Linked DNA regions of Mus musculus: region 2 is linked to region 1. A link is a contact called in public promoter capture Hi-C data. All regions are on one chromosome and are shown on one strand. Each heading gives the region's core, a stretch centred on a gene start, on an enhancer-like site or on the middle of the called end of the contact. The rest is flanking DNA. Distances are from core to core; before and after follow the strand shown. Region 1 holds the start of 2410004P03Rik (RIKEN cDNA 2410004P03 gene). Region 2 holds the start of Ntsr2 (neurotensin receptor 2).

What was found. Promoter capture Hi-C pulls out the DNA fragments that hold promoters and counts their contacts.
Region 2: a contact with region 1 is called in a promoter capture Hi-C map of neural stem cells. The contact joins the promoter of Ntsr2 here to the promoter of 2410004P03Rik in region 1. A contact is called at or near these places in 5 of 39 promoter capture datasets (cranial neural crest, embryonic stem cells, neural stem cells and 1 more) and 3 of 484 Hi-C or Micro-C datasets (all in embryonic stem cells).

What each region holds. Positions count from the first base shown.
Region 1 is chr12:17,009,268-17,013,168 of GRCm38.p6, reverse strand. 2410004P03Rik (RIKEN cDNA 2410004P03 gene) reads left to right here and starts at 1,442. Exons shown (of 5, transcript NM_001201332.1): 1 at 1,442-1,717; 2 at 1,818-2,041. The coding sequence starts at 1,824.
Region 2 is chr12:16,650,913-16,654,912 of GRCm38.p6, reverse strand. It overlaps Ntsr2 (neurotensin receptor 2), which reads right to left and starts at 1,443. Exons shown (of 4, transcript NM_008747.2): 1 at 790-1,443. The coding sequence starts at 1,413. It also overlaps a transcript of Lpin1 not described here.

The sequences.
Region 1 (3,901 bases), core at 193-2,692:
CCCAGTCCCACTTATCTCCCCACCCTTTGCCCTTGCAACCTCCCCCCCCCCCAATAAACACACAAACACACACACACACACACACACACACACACACACACACACACACACAAGAAAGGCATAGAAAGCATCTCATCATAGAAGCTGCAGTGTGGCACCGTGTGTCCCACAGTGTATCCCTCTGTCCACACATCTTCACTTGCAGATGTTCATCGCAACGAGTCATTGGTCTGATTGGAGATCTCTGGCTTCTGTGACACATCAGTATTGAATCCTCATTGGGACCCCCTCCTGGTCATCATACTGTTGCTCTGTGTCATGGAGATCCTGCAGCTTTGGAACAGCAGGACTGGCCCTTTCATGTGTCCCAACCATCTGCAAATGATAAAGATTTTGGAGTGGGCCAATTCAGAGCCCTGGGTCTGGGCCCAGGTGGTAACTGGGGTGGTTAGCACTCAGTCAGCTCTCCCTTCTTTGCACCTCCAGGGAGAGCTCTCCAGCGCTGCTCCAGCTAGACCACCCAGTGCTGACATGGGCAGGAGGCAGGTTCTGCTCTCCTTTCCTGATGCCCTCTGGGCAGGCCCATGTGCTCCCACTCCTCCAGAGCCAGCTCCACTGTGCTGCCCAGTCAAGGCTTGTGGCCCATTCTCCCTAGGGCTGCAGCCTTCAAGGGCCTGGGCTAGTTCTCCTGCCCTCTTACCCTTAGGGCTGGATCATCCCTGCCTTCACTATTAGGACCACTATGCTGCCCAGTTGAGGTGCAGGGCCAGCTTGCCTGAGTGCTACTGCCAGTGAAGGGGTGGGGCTAGTAAGGCATTTTCTTAATTAGTGATTGATGGGGAGGGCCCAGGCCATTATGTATGGTGTGATCCCTGGGCAGGTGATCCTGGGTTCTAAAACATAAAAGGCTGAGGGCTGGAGAGTGGCTCAGTCGTACAGATAGCTCAGCTCACTGGGTGCTCTTCCAGAGGTCCTGAGTTCAACTCCCAGCAACTACATAGTGGCTCACAACCATCTATAATATGGTCTGATGCCCTCTTCTGGCATGCAGGTGTACATGCAGATAGAGCACTCATACATAAAATAAATAAATAAAAATTTTTAAAAGATAGCAGGCCGAGTAAGCCATGGGGAGCAAGCCAGTAAGCAGTACCCCTCCATGGCTTTTGCATCAGCTGCTATCTACAGGTTTTAGCCCTGTTTGAGTCCCTGCCCTTACTTTCTTCAGCGATAGATTACGATATGAAAGTGGACGCCAAATAATCCATTTCCTTCCCTACTTGCTTTGGTCATGATATTCCATCACAGCAATTAAAAACCCTAAGATGTCTTCTCTTCCTGCCCCTGGTCTCTCGTCCCTTCGTCTGGGACCCTGAGTTCTCCACCAGGGGGCAGCACAGGGTCTTGCTCCAGTTCACCAGCTCTGCGGAACACGGAGCACTCACAGCTTTTGGAGACTCAGCAGACACTGTCCCGCTCTCCCGCCCAGGGGAAGAGCTGGGCAAAGCACCTACCATCTGCACCCCACCGAGTGGCTCCGAAGTCTTTGGAGGGCGCACAGTGGGTCCGCCCCTTCCGCATGCGCACTTGGGAGTCGCCTGTTCCCTGGGCGACAGTCAACACAAGCAGGGCTGCAAAACACAGCTGGGCGCAGATGCTGCCCCAGCCTGGAGAGTTTTTGTCCCCCATCAGTCACTCTCTCTGAGCTCGAAATCCGGTGAGGGACGAAGCGGGAGCACCTTGTGCAGGTTATCCTGGGTTCAGGCAGAAAGTCTCAACCAGTCTTTCTCTTTTCTCTCCCTCTCCTGATTCTCCAGTCCCCCATGGGCAGCCAACATCGTGGGCTACCAAGAACCACATCCGCTGGGTACAAACCGCCCCCTACCAGGCAGCTTGCCTCAATTTCTGCGGCCCTGGGGGATGGCCCTGCTGCAAGCAGGGCTCTCGCCGGTGGTTGCCAGGGGACCCCAGCCCTGGGTGTGCAACAGGACCAGCTGTGGAGGGAGCTTGTGGAAGCCGAAGCACGAGGCCAGAGGCGTTGGTGAGTGTCCTGCCCCCCCTTCTCCCCGAATCTCTCACATCTCCATCCACCTTGGGGGGTCTGAGAAAGTGCAGAGGAAAGAGTTCAGAATATATGGAAAGATCAGAGGGGGAGAACGTGGAAGTAGGGTGCAAGAGAGGCCAGCCTAGACCCAGACTGTGACTAAAGCAGCTAGGGCCTCATTCCCAACAGATAGCTGGGAATATAGGTATAGACAGGGCTCTGGTCCCATCTATGGCCACACAACAATCTCTCTGTCCCTCCTCTTCTGGGAGGAAGCTGGCAGCTGGAAGCCATGGCACTGCCTGGGGCGGGACTCTGGCCTGGGGGTGGAGGTGGGGGTAGGGAGCTTCCTTCCTGGTTTCATTCAGTGATGGATACCAGGAGAAGCCTGGTAGGTTTGCCCAGAGTTCCAAGGGGGCCTGGCTTCCTGGACCCCAAGAGAAGTAGGTAGACTAGGCAAGTATGATGACTCAGAGCTGTACGCCCAGTGTGAGTTTGAAGTTAGTAAGACAAAACCAAAGACTGTGGAGTGGCTGAAGCCCAGTGGGAAGGAAGATGGCTACTGAGCAACCACTTAAAACTGTGAAAAGTCTAAATGAAGGCTTTCCAAATACACACGCCGGTGGCTGCATTTTTAGTTTCTTTTCGCCCCTCCTTTAGTCTGGCGATCAGACTCAAGGTGGTAGCAGTCACTCCATCAAGGAGCTCATTCACATAAACATAAGCACATGTCAGAATTTCCTTCTTCAGGGCAGAGTAATATTCTATTCCATGAAAAAAAAATCATTTTCACATGTTGGCTGTTGTTAGGTGTCACAGCAAACAGAGGAGAGCAGATTTCCCTTTGAGACCTGGCTTCCCATTTTTCAGATAAAATTTTCAGAAGTGGAACCGGTTCTAGTTTTGTTGGGAGGGACTCTCCTGCTGTTTTTCACAATTTCTGCCCTACTTTGCATTTCCATTAACAGTGTACAAGGACTCCAAGTTCTCACCAACCCTGCTGATGCTCACTGGTTGTTTTTAGTGCCTCCGTCCACCTAATTAGATGGTCAGAAACACAACCCTAGGCTGGCAACTGGTGATAGTATTGGAGTGGAGTTGTCAAGCTGTCAATCAGACACTGTCACTAGCGAGATAGAAATGGGATTAGAGGGTGCTCCCTATTGCTTTAGAATTGCTTCCGGGGAGCTGGGGTGTCCCTGGAATATCTGGCAGAATCCACCCCCTGTGTTGGTTGTGGTGTGAGGACACAGGAGAGACGCAGGGCATTCACTCTCCTCCTAACATGGCCTTTGTGGGGGAGCACTATTACCCCAAAAGACTTCATTAAAATATGTAAACTTGGTACTAGAGCGATGCCTCGACGGTTAAGATCACTTGTTCTTACAGAAGACCCAAGTTCAGTTGCTTGAACCCACATCTAGCGGCTCATGACTGCCCACAACACCAGGTTTAAGGAATCTAGCACCCTCTTTTGGTCACCACAGGTACTGCACACACAGTATGCAGTGCACATACAGACACATGTGCATTCTTTAAAAATTTGCAGTATGTAAAGCTGAGTCCTAACATGGTGTTTTAGTTACCTTTCTATTGCTATGATAAAACACCATGACTAAGGCAGCTTATAAAAAAGTATTTAATTTGGGGCTCGTGGTTCCAGAGGGATAGAATCTGTGATCATCATGGTGGAAAACATGGCAGCAGACAGTCAGGCAAGTTGCTGGAGAAGTAGCTGAGAGCTCACATCTTTATCCATAAGCACAAGGCAGTGAGAGCCAACTGGGAATGGCATGGGCTTCTGAAGCCTCAAAGCCAACTCAGTGACACACCTCCTCTAACAAGGCCACACCTCCT
Region 2 (4,000 bases), core at 194-2,693, 360 kb after region 1:
TGATACACACAGGATGGTGCAGAGAAAAGGAGCTTTATGCCAGGCACCGCAGCCTTGTACTGTGGCAAGAGAATAGGGTGGAGAGAAAGAGGTATCAAGATTAATATGAAAGAAACCAATGGCAGAGAAAGGCTGGGGACCCTCACCAACAGCTACACATAAGAGACAAAACAGTAGAAAAAGCTCATGGATTATAAATGTGGGAGAAGGCAGGTGCTGTGCAAATGGCACATACTCTACTCCTGGCCAGTGCCCTTGAGCTTCTAACAGCTCCCTCCTCTTCTGCTCTGTATCCACTTCAGTTGTGCAAGTGTTTTTCTTCCTGACAAACCCTTCTGTTCTACCACCATATGTGTGCCCCTAGTCTAATCCATTGTTCTGGCACACCCGGACTTGAAAATCTCAAGCAATAGCTGCAAGACTCCAGTCCACACCTGGCCAGGAATTCAATGCAGAAGATATGATGGTCCAGTCATCTATGCAGCCCCTAATCCCACACATGTCCTGATGCACCAGCCAGCATGCCTTTCTGCACTTTCACATGTTTACCCTTCCAGATCCTCTGTGTGCTCACGGGTAGTGAAGGGATGCTGCTTGCACCCTTCCTTGGTCCTTTGAATATCTGGGAAGGACCCTGGAGGAGTTGCTTTAGTTTCTTTCACTACCCCAGTGTGTGTGTGTGTGTGTGTGTGTGTGTGTGTGTGTGTGTGTGTGTGTGTGTGTGTGTTAAAGGCTAACTGTAGGACATAGGTTTCCCCTTCTACTGTACCCCACTCCCCACTCCCTTACCTGGATGAAGACCTGGAGCGTGGCGCGACTTACTAGCACCGTGCACACACGCGAGGCAGGCTCAGGCTCCCCGTCGGCCCTCTCCATTTCGTGCTTCTGTCCCATGATAACCGCCATGGGCAGGGCAAGGCCCAGAGAGGCGACCCAGACTAGTGACAGCAGGCGGCGGGTGCGGCGCGGGGTGAGCAGGCGGCGGGCGCGCAGCGGCTGGCACACGGCCAGGCAGCGCTCTGCGCTCAGGCTGGCCACGCTCAGCACCGTGGCGTAGGCGCACAGCTCACGCACGAAGTAATAGCCACGACAGCCGAGATCGCCGAAGACCCAGGGGTAGTGGGACCACACGAAGTTGTAGAGCTCCATGGGCACGCTGATCAGCAGTAGCAGCAGGGCTGACAGTGCCAGGCTGAGCACGTGGTAGCGCAGGCGCCCGGGGCGACCCGCCCGCGCCTTCAGCACCACGTGCACGGACAGCGCATTGCCGGCTGTGCCAAGCGCGAAGATGAGCGAATAGAGCGCGGTGAACAGCACCTTGGCCCAGAGGCGAGTGTCCACGCCCAGCCGCGCCTCCAGGCTCAGCCCTGCACTGGGGCTGGGCCTCGGGGGCCACAGGCTGCTGGTCTCCATCTCTGTCTCGTGGTGGCCTGATCTCCCTCCCTCTCACTGCCCAGAGCCTGGGCTAGCTGCCCGGGGAGCCAGCACCACCTCCTTTCTGGGAACCTCCAAAACTGGGAGGACACGCCTCTGGAGGGAGTTCCAGAATCAGTCTTCAATCTTTCTGCCATTTGGCTCATCCAGAAAAGCACGTGTTGGTGGAAGAAGGTGGGGGAGGACATCCTTTGAGGTTCACCTGGATGGCATTGCTGGTAAGCCATGTGACCCGTGGGTAGGTTTTTAAAAGCCCTCTGTCCCCACCCCATTGCTTTTCAACTTTAAAATACTACCCATGCTGCAGAATTTCTCTAGGGATCAAATGAGTTAATTGGCAGGCAGATGCTCAAGCTACAGTACAGACAGACAGACACAATTTGAACTTCGCAACATCCCTCACCCCCGTCTGTTTGTTGTCATTTCTATGAGCAATCTGAGAAAGAGACAGCTCAGAGAAGGCTTTGCCAGGCTTCAGCAACTTTGCTCTCATTAACCTGGCTGCCTCTGTGTGATGGTTTGTATGTGCTTGGCCCAGGGAGTGGCACTATTAGAAGGCGTGGCCTTAGCCGGGCATGGTGGCATACACCTTTAATCCCAGTACTTGGGAGGCAGACGAATTTCTGAGTTCGATGCCAGTCTGGTCTACAGAGTGAGTTCCAGGACAGCCAACCCTGTCTCAGAAAAACAAAAAACAAAAAACAAAAAACAAAAAACAAAAAAAGGCATAGCCTTGTTGGAGTAGGTTTGTCACTGTGCGTGTGGGCTATAAGACCCTCATCTTAGCTGCCTGGAGGTTAGTCTTCTCATAGCAGCCTTCAGATGAAGATGTAAAACTCTCAGCTCTGCCTGTACCATGCCTGCCTGGATGCTGCCATGCTCCTGACTTGATAATAATGGACTAAACATCTGAACCTGTAAGCCAGCCCCAATTAAAAGTTGTCTTTATAAGAGTTGCCTTGGTCATGGTGTCTGTTCACAGCAGTACAACCCTAACTATGACACTCTGTCGCAGTAATAACCTCAAGAAGGTGGCCAGTGCACGCACCCTCCTGGTATCACACTGTCCCAGGATGTCACCCTCAGAGCAGAGGGACGAGTGTGTGTTAAATCTGTTAAACTGTGCGTATTTGTGAGCTCATGAAGAAATGAGAACTCTGGAGCTGGAAGACTTTTTGGATACCCATCTTCCTGTTCAGAGGAGGTCTAGTGTCTACTGGGGACAGAATTAGATTGACACCCATACCTCCGGATTCTGTTTTTCCAACCTCACAGGTTGTATGGCCCAGTGACAATCAGTTTCATCTTCTTCCAGATCCATATCCACAATGAAACTGAGATTTATTCTCCTTCTATATGGGAAGGCTTCTGAGGTGGGGAATGGACGGGGAACAACACGCACTCCATGCCTTTATCTCCAAACCAGAGTTGGAGAGATGAGCACGCAGGCAGATACAGAGAAGCACAGCGTTGCGGAGCAGAACCAAAGCCTCTCTTCCCTGAAGATGCTCTTGTCAGGTTTGTCTGAGCATCCCTGAAAGTAGCTAATACAATGCGCTTGCTCAGCTCAAACATAAGCACATCTTGAAGGGCTATATTTACTGTAAATGCCTTTATTAAACAAAACATTGGCTTTACCTCCCGAAGCTGCCAACTAACCATACTTCTACCGCAGGGACTCTTCTACCAACCCAGAGCAGACACTGTGGCTATGTAACTATAACCCATGAAATATTTCTGGATTTGCATTATGAAAGCCATTCCCTCCTGTCCCCCGTGGGACCCATTACAATGCTGGGCACTGGCTGATTCATGCATCGCTATTTGCTCAAACATACCTTATGCAGTGTAACTGCGTGTCAGTTAGCTGGTTTACAATGCCAAAAGTGAATTAAGTCTGCACCTCACCCTGAGAGACTGCTGTGCTTGTTATGATTTGAGACACAAATAACAGACCCTCCCTGGCACATTCAGAGTGTGTAATAAGGGGGCTGGACGAGAGAACTCTGTTGAAATTGCCCCCATTGTGGCCTGTGAACTGGCCGACTCTTCACCTGGAAATTCCTGTCTAACCCCAAGAAAGTTTGTGGAGTTATGTGTGGCTCTCAGAATGACCCCAGCAATGTCATCCCCACACACTAAGCTATCCCCTCAAAAGTTAGAAGAAGAAGAAATCATTCTGTGATGTCGGAGAAGTCTTGGCCTTGGCAGGGGACAAGCATGAGAAGGGTGAAATCATGGCAGAAATCATGGGTGAAATCAGTGTGCTATCCTAAAAAGTTAGAGACTTCTGCAACTGGTGATGTTCAAAATAGAACCGAGCTTTTAGGGCTGAGGACACAGACCTGAGGTGTCCCAGTGGTGGTGAGGACGGCAAGGCATGGACTCACAGATAACAGCCCTCCTGGGCACAGTCTAAGTGTCACATAAGAAGAGCTCTGGCGAATATGAGGACTCCAATTCCATCTTCAAAACCCAAGTGAGAATGCCAAATGTGGTCGCACACGCTTAAAAGCCCAGGGGTATGTTGATGGAGGCCAGATGGGAAAGAAAAGGCTGCTGGAGG